2 separate regions of the Anas platyrhynchos genome follow, and region 2 is linked to region 1. Evidence: chromatin contacts called from public Hi-C data. All regions are on one chromosome and are shown on one strand. Each heading gives the region's core, a stretch centred on a gene start, on an enhancer-like site or on the middle of the called end of the contact. The rest is flanking DNA. Distances are from core to core; before and after follow the strand shown. Region 1 holds the start of NEMF (nuclear export mediator factor). Region 2 overlaps SOS2 (SOS Ras/Rho guanine nucleotide exchange factor 2).

Region 1 (3,851 bases), core at 540-3,039:
GGAATTAATATCACTACAGAACCGAGGCTCTGCCCTCCTGAACACCTCTCCTACTTTCCCACAGAAAGAAATAGGGATGGCTGCGTGCTTTTACAGCAGCTCCTGGGGCCTTCTCTACCTTTGCTGCAGCATTTTGCTTGTTTCACAACGCTATGTACGCTACCCCCAGGGCCTTCCAGAGTAAAAGTTACTGAGAAAATGACAGGATTCCACTGAAAAATGGTCAGAAAAGCGAAACACCTGCCAGCAGCAACGCCATATGTACAAAAATCGCAATTTCCATACATACAGTGACTGGGTAAGGGGAGTTACAGCGATTCTTACTTCTGCAGCCGGATGAGATAGGTCTTGTTGTCCACATCGTAAACATTGCTCACTCTCATTCCCAGCAAGCTGCCAAAAAAATAAAAAACAATAAACACGGCCGCGTTACGAGCAGAACCCCACACCACACCACACGGAACCGTGCCGGCGCCTCAGGCAGCGGCGGGGCTGGGGGGGCACGGGCTGCCCGGGCACGGTCTGGGGGCCCCGCACAGCCCCCCCCGGTGCCTCCCCGGTGCCGTGTGTCCCCCCCCGGTGCCGTACCTGCGGCGGAGCTCGGCCAGCAGCGCACGGATATCGATGGTACCGAAGCGGCCCTTCATGGCGCCGCCGGCCCGGCCCGGCTCGGCCCGGCCCGCTGCGCATGCGCCGCCGCCTCACGGAGCTCCAGGGGGCGGGCGAGCCTCAGAGGAAAAACGGTGCGGGCGGGCCCGGCAATGAAACACAGAAAAATAAACACAGAATCATCACAGAATCACAGAATGACAGAATTTCTAGGTTGGAAGAGACCTCAAGATCATCGAGTCCAACCTCTGACCTAACACTAACAGTCCCCACTAAACCATATCCCTAAGCTCTACATCTAAATGTCTTTTGAAGACTTCCAGGGATGGTGACTCCACCACTTCCCTGGGCAGCAAAAGGAGCCCGCGTCTCTCTGTGTTGCCCAGGCTACGCTGCAGTGGCTATTCACAGGCGCGATCCCGCTACTGACCGGCACGGGAGTTTTGACCTGCTCCGTTTCCGACCTGGGCCGGTTCACCCCTCCTTAGGCAACCTGGTGTGCCCCGGCTCCCCGGGGCTCACCATATTGATGCCGGCCTTAGCGCGGACGCCCGCTCGGCATAGCGCACTGCAGCCCAGAACTCCTGGGCTCAAGCGATCCGGCGGGCTCAGCCTCCCGAGCAGCTGGGACTACAGGCGTGCGCCACCGCGCCCGGCCACCGCTGCCCCACGTTCCCCTCAGCCTCGAAGGGAAAATGGTGCCCCCAGCCCCTCAGGATGTCCGCAGCAGGGCGTCCTCTCCCTCACAGAGCCGCTTGTTAATCCGTGTGTTGTCTCCCAGAAGTTCAGCCGTTAGCCAAATAGAATCATAGGATTATTAAAGTTGGGAAAGCCCTCCAAAATCACCTGCTCCAACCACCCCCTACCACCACTGTCACCACTAACCCACGTCCCCAAGCACTACATCCAACCTCTCCTCAAACACCCCCAGGGACGGTGACTCCACCACCTCCCTGGGCAACCCGTCCCAATGCTTGGCTGTTCTTGCTGAGGAGAAATTTCTCCTCATTTCTCACCTGAACCTGCCCTGGTGCAACTTGAGGCCATTCCCTCTGGTGCAATAACGAGTTATCTGTGAGAAGAGGCCGACCCCCAGCTCCCCACACCTTCCTTTCAGGTAGTGAAAACTGGAAGGACCCCAAACTCTCACAGGGGAAATATAAACAACCCTAACAAAGTAAAATAAAATAGAATAAAATAAAATAATAGAACAAAATAGAACAAAATAGAATAGAATAGAATAGAATAGAACAGAATAAAATAAAATAAAATAAAATAAAATAAAATAAAATAAAATAAAATAAAATAAAATAAAATAAAATAAAATAAAATAAAATAAAATAAAATAAAATAAAATATTTGGAGTGATAGCTATAAAAACAGAAAAACCAGTGATACACCATTTTCCGGTCTGCCCCCCAGCAACAAGCTGGCTGCACTCCTGGAGCTCTGCCCCACCAAGCCCTGAGGAAGGCACTCCATGGGCCAGCCGGGCATTGCCCAGGGCTGGAGGGGCTCTGAGCTACCCCAAAGGAAGCAAATCCTATCTGTACAGCCTCTGCTTCCTTGCCACAGGCCTGGGTTCGTTGCCTCTCGCACAACCATTTGGGGTCATGCTGCCAGTGCTTCGCTGCAGGATCTAGCTGGGGGCTAGCAGAGGATCAGCAGCATCTCCTTCATCAGTGAATTTCTTTAAAATCCTTCTAAATCCTCCTAAAATCCTTCTCCTCCCCCTTTTAGAGATACCTGTTTTTCCCCCTATGTTCCTCTCTTCCCTTTCAGAAAGCCCCCTGTGTGACATGCCCCGCTCCCCTCTTCTAGCTGGGACTCCCCAGTGTGTCAGTGCGGCTCGTGCCGCAGCGTTCCCAAATCAAATCCCAATCCCTTGCTGCCCATTCAGGCATCCTGAAGGCACAAAAGGAGGCTGGGTCCCGCTCTCTTGCCCAGGCTGTGCTGTAGGGTCTGTTCACAGGCGCGATCCCGCTACTGATCAGCACAGGAGCTTTGACCTGCTCCGTTTCCGACCTGGGCCGGTTCACCCCTCCTTAGGCGACCTGGTGCCCCCCAGCTCCCCGGAGGACACCATATCGATGCCGACCTTAGCGTGGACGCCCGCTCAGCACAGCGCCCTGCAGCCCAGAACCCCCAGGCTCAAGCCGTCCGCCAGCCTCAGCCTCCCCGGCGCTTGGATTACAGGCACAAGCCACCGTGCCCGGCTGGTTTCCAGCCTTTTGCAGATTCCTCCACATCCATCCTGTACGGGCTCTGCTTGGCCACACAGTGGCAGTGGGGAACTGAGAGACAGGCCTTGTGCTGCTTGTGTTCTATGATTGAAAATGGGTGGAGGGATTTTTAATCATAAAGTACACAGGACAGACATTTCTGAGCACAAGTAGGTTTAAGCAGCTGAGAAAGCCCAGAGTTCTCATTTTGAGCCAGAAGAGGCATGTCGTGATGCTCTGCTTTCATTTTAAGCCAAAATAAGCATGTTGGGGAGCTCTGTCTCCAGGACAGCTCAATATGCTTCATTTACTGAACAGAGGGAGAGGGGGTAAGAGTTGTCCCACTCCCCGCTTTCTCTTACAGAGAAAGGCTTCTCGATTCATTTCCTAAGAGTGGGAAGCTCAGAGCCGAGGACACAAATGAGCTGTGACAGCAAATACCCAAGGGAGGAGGCTAATGAGACGCTCCTGGGAGCCTGGAATCAGCATGGAGCAGGCTGCCTAACCTGACTGTGCTCAAGGGACGTTTTCTGACTTGCAGGTCTGCAGGGTCTCTGAGATGGAAACATGATGGGAAATTCTACTGCCTGGGATTTCCCATGTTCATAGTCAAATTTATTTGGATCCAAAGGTTTGGCTGAGTCCTGAACTGTAACCCTTCACTGCTGCAAGAAACCACTACGCACATAACCAAAATGTGAGCACACATGAATGAGCGAGGTTAAACATCTGCAGAAGATGCTTGTCCCACACCAGTATTACTTGACCCTTTTGTGCTTGCTCCCCAGGATGGACAGTCCCAGAGCTGCCAAGCACAGAGTCAGGCAGGGGAAAGGTGCCAAAAGAGGCTGGGTCCCGCTCTCTTGCCCAGGCTGTGCTGCAGGGTCTGTTCACAGGCGCGATCCCGCTACTGACCAGCACGGGAGCTTTGACCTGCTCCGTTTCCGACCTGGGCCGGTTCACCCCTCCTTAGGCGACCTGGTGCCCCCCAGCTCCCCGGAGGACACCATATCGATGCCG
Region 2 (3,688 bases), core at 497-2,996, 46 kb after region 1:
CTACTCAGACCCTTCGGGCTGGAAATTAATGACAGCTTCTAACCATCAAAGGAGTGATGTTTTGAAACGAGTTCCCAATAACAGTAATAGAGGATCTTATCTAATCAGTCTTTGCCTTTGAGATATCGTGGTAGGAGTACCGAAAAAGCAAGAAAGACTACCTGGTTCTGCTGACTGCACTTGCAGCTGGGCACCTCGTCTTTCTCATAACCTCACCTGCGTTTAGTCAAGTCAAAGACCTGACTGTTTCTGTGCACTGCACAGCATGTCTACAGCGTGTGGAACAAGTGCTGAAGACGGGGAAGGACTGGGCACCTTCATGTTCCCCACCTTACTCCCAAATCTCAGATCTCTCTGAAGTAGAGCTCAATACTGTTACAAAACTGGGATGTGTGAAGTGCTGGGCACGTCAGCATAAAAGATCAAATTCAGACCCTTCTTTTGAACTGTAGGACAGCTAACAGTTTCAAGCCACCAGAAACCTGTAGTATCTCCTCGATTCTAAGATTAACTATAAGCCACAGAAGTGTGTGTGTTAAATAGCAGCTCTGAACCACATCTCTCATCAAGGAGGCACTGATACGGGCGCTCAGCTCACCAACCACAGCATGAGTTAGACATTAAGGGTACCTGTCATGACAAGAGGTATCCTAATGTCTCAAAGATAGAAACCAGAAACCAAAACCAAACACCCTGGAAACTTTGGAACTAGGCACAGGTTTCAAACAGCTCAAATGTAACATGTGAAAGTGATAGTGCTGCACTGATTTTGGAAATTAATAGCCAGAATCATGGTTACTTGCTGCCTTTAACTGTTCTACGGGTTCTGTTTCATTGAGAAGCCCCTTGTCCTGCTCAGCTATGGTATCAGCAATGCTGCACGAAGATGTATTTGTACCATGCAGAGGGGCACTGTGAGGAGGTCTCCAAGCAGCTTCAAGCCTAGCTAGAAGAGGAGGATATAAAAATAGCAAGAAAAGCGATACAGCTATATTTAAACTCGTGAGCCAGTTATGTCACAAAAGCCCATTCTGTGCAAGTTTCTTTGGAGGGGCTCTATAGGCGTTTATGGGGATGTCTGCAGAAACACTAACCAGAAAACAGCAAGCTGAAACCTGGAAAAAATGATGCTGAGAAGTAGCGCGTGAAGATCTCCCACGAACTGATAGCTCTGGAGACCAGCAGCCCTGCCGAAGCCACGGGAGCTGATAAACTCAGAACACCAAGAACCTGAGAAAGCTGCACAAGGACGGGAGCGCACAGAAGTATCAAGGTTACTCTGGGGTTGTATAACTTGGACCACATCCAAGAAAGTGGCGGCTCCTATATATCAATGAGAGCTACAGGATTGTGTACACACATGCTTGGGTGTTTAGTTTGGATCTTGATTATTTTTTTAAATGTATATATTTGTACACAAGTATGTGATGAAAGAGGTACGCCCTCAGTGACCTTCCAAAAAGCTATACTGAAGGTCCTGGCACGTCAGGATGATTCTCTAGTTAACAGTTAATTGCTGCTGCTCTGAACAGGTAACTGTGAAATATGATTGTGTGGTAAGGGAAAAAAAAGGAGGGTACTGTGCCTATGGTTACTTGCCATTAATAGTAACAGCTTGATACTACTCATAGCAAGTTTAATGAATAAAGGTTGTTCTAACAAACACTGGCTGTGAGCTCTGTCTCCTCCTGACTTGATTCCCTATCAGGGAAACAACAAGCCTCATTCATGCTAGAAATGCTTAATTGTTCCCCAAATTAGCTAGGTCAGCAAGACCTTGAAGATTCACTGTAGCCTGTTGCAAAGTGCAGTACAGACAAGAGTCTCCCTGTGTGCAAATCCATCAATAGGCTGGGAAAGGGAGTAAAATACCAGCAGGACTGAAAAAATGGAAACAGAGAAACTATCTTCACAGGGCCTGTTAACAAGGAACCCATTCAAAACGCCGTCAGAAACACTTTGAGTTGTACATCTCTCACCCACACCCGCTTTCCATAGCAGCCATGCAGCGTTCTTGTGGGTGGCGGAGATCACAGCTGTGAGCAGCAGAGACCCGAAGTACAGTTGCAACAACAGCAACAGAAGTCAGTATGACTAATCAGAACATGGCTTGGGATATTAGTCTGGTTGCAGACAATGATAAGTCCCTACTTGACAGCACAGCAGTCTCCTAAAGAGATTACCGTCTCCAGGCATGCAACGTAATCGCTGTACTAAAATCTGGCTTTAAGAGAACAAATTTAAAAGCAAAGAAACCTGAGTTGCACTGGCTGGACGTATTCCTTGCGAAATCGCTTCAGGTCTGCGCTGATGGGCTGCTCTCCTTTCTCAATTGCCAGCCTGTCTGCTTCAGTAGGCTCCGGCTCGGGGATTTCAAACCTACGAACACAAGCACCAGAAAACTGATGGCAATTAAGATAAAAGCCAAACCCTTTATGTAGGACATGAAGCGCAATTTTATTTAAAGAAATTCAGTGCAGTGAAACTCAGGCACTCATCTGGCATCCAGTCTGCCTGGAATTCCCTCTTCCCCTGGCTATGTGCTGCCAACACACCCAGCTCTCACTGATAATTCCCTAGTTTTCTGGTCATCACAAGATGTCTAGACTAGGATATAAGGTTTTGAACTACCTGCTAGCCTGATTAAGTGAAGATTAGAAGAGAGCTTAAGAGCAGCTTTATCACACTGCATTAACATGTTGTTTACTATACGAGTCTGTGCCTTTCAAACAAACTGCTTAGAACACTTCAGGATACTCCAACATGTAAGCAGTCCAAACCACCACCACCCCACAGCTGAGGCACACCAACTTCTCTAGCTGATAAGGAATTCAGGTGCTAATTTAACAAACAGGAAAAAAGGAAGCTTGCATTGAAAACTGTCATTGCTGTAGCCCTTTTAAGAAGTTTCTGTTTTATGAACTTCACTGTTTTTCCTGTTTGCCAAATGTATTCCACACGGCACTGGGAACACGAGTGGAAAAGGAGCAGGTAAATGAACACAAAGCCTTTTTCAGAAAGGATAACCACAGCGTACCTTTCAATCAGTAAGCTCAGCAGTTCCTGGGGCTTGCAAAAGGAGCGATATGTGGTAAGGAAAGTACGTACAAAATTTGGATCTGTAAAGACAGAGTAAGAAAACGATGAAAGTTTTTTAAACCTTGTCTCAAAATATCAGGAAAAAAAATACATGTCCATACAGGAAAAGTTTAAAGTGCAGAAAATACATGGAAATTGTAAGTCAAGCACTGTAGAAAATACCCGAACTGATACTGCTTGTGAAATTTTCATTTAGCCCTCTGATACAATTCAGCTGCACATTCTCTCAAAAACTGTCTCAGTCTTGGCATGTGGAACGGCTTACACTCACTGCCCAGGCAGCCATTCAACGCCTTCAGAAAGACAAGGAAAACAACGTAGAACTCGGCTGTCCGCTATCATGACATCAAAAATACCTATACCACCCCGACGAAACATTTGTCTTACCTGTGCTTACAAAAATCTCCCCAGCAGAGCCTGCTCGCCTCCCCCGGCCACGCCGCTGCAGCACACAACTGCTGTGGGCTGAGCAGCCGGCAGGGAAAGCAGCACGGGCAGCAGAGGCCTTACAAAGCAAATACCTGCAGCACTTCCAGCCCGTGCATCTCCAGAAGCCACCACACCTGCCTCCTGCCTTCTTGCTGCTGCC

The links. A called contact is a pair of places that touch in the nucleus more often than the background predicts.
Region 2: a contact with region 1 is called in a Hi-C map of skeletal muscle, with 1.8 times the contacts expected there. The contact joins the enhancer-like site here to the promoter of NEMF in region 1. A contact is called at or near these places in 2 of 8 Hi-C or Micro-C datasets (liver and skeletal muscle).

The regions. Positions count from the first base shown.
Region 1 is chr5:2,905,787-2,909,637 of IASCAAS_PekinDuck_T2T, forward strand. It overlaps NEMF (nuclear export mediator factor), which reads right to left and starts at 1,790. Exons shown (of 33, transcript XM_027459538.3): 1 at 589-1,790; 2 at 325-393. The coding sequence starts at 647.
Region 2 is chr5:2,952,100-2,955,787 of IASCAAS_PekinDuck_T2T, forward strand. It overlaps SOS2 (SOS Ras/Rho guanine nucleotide exchange factor 2), which reads right to left. Exons shown (of 23, transcript XM_027459535.3): 11 at 3,038-3,119; 12 at 2,257-2,379. Among named protein-coding and RNA genes, the nearest start is that of VCPKMT, 20 kb to the left of the region's middle. Within about 2 kb of position 1,747, at least 5 of the 8 cell types and tissues checked have an H3K27ac peak or open chromatin away from gene starts, as enhancers often do.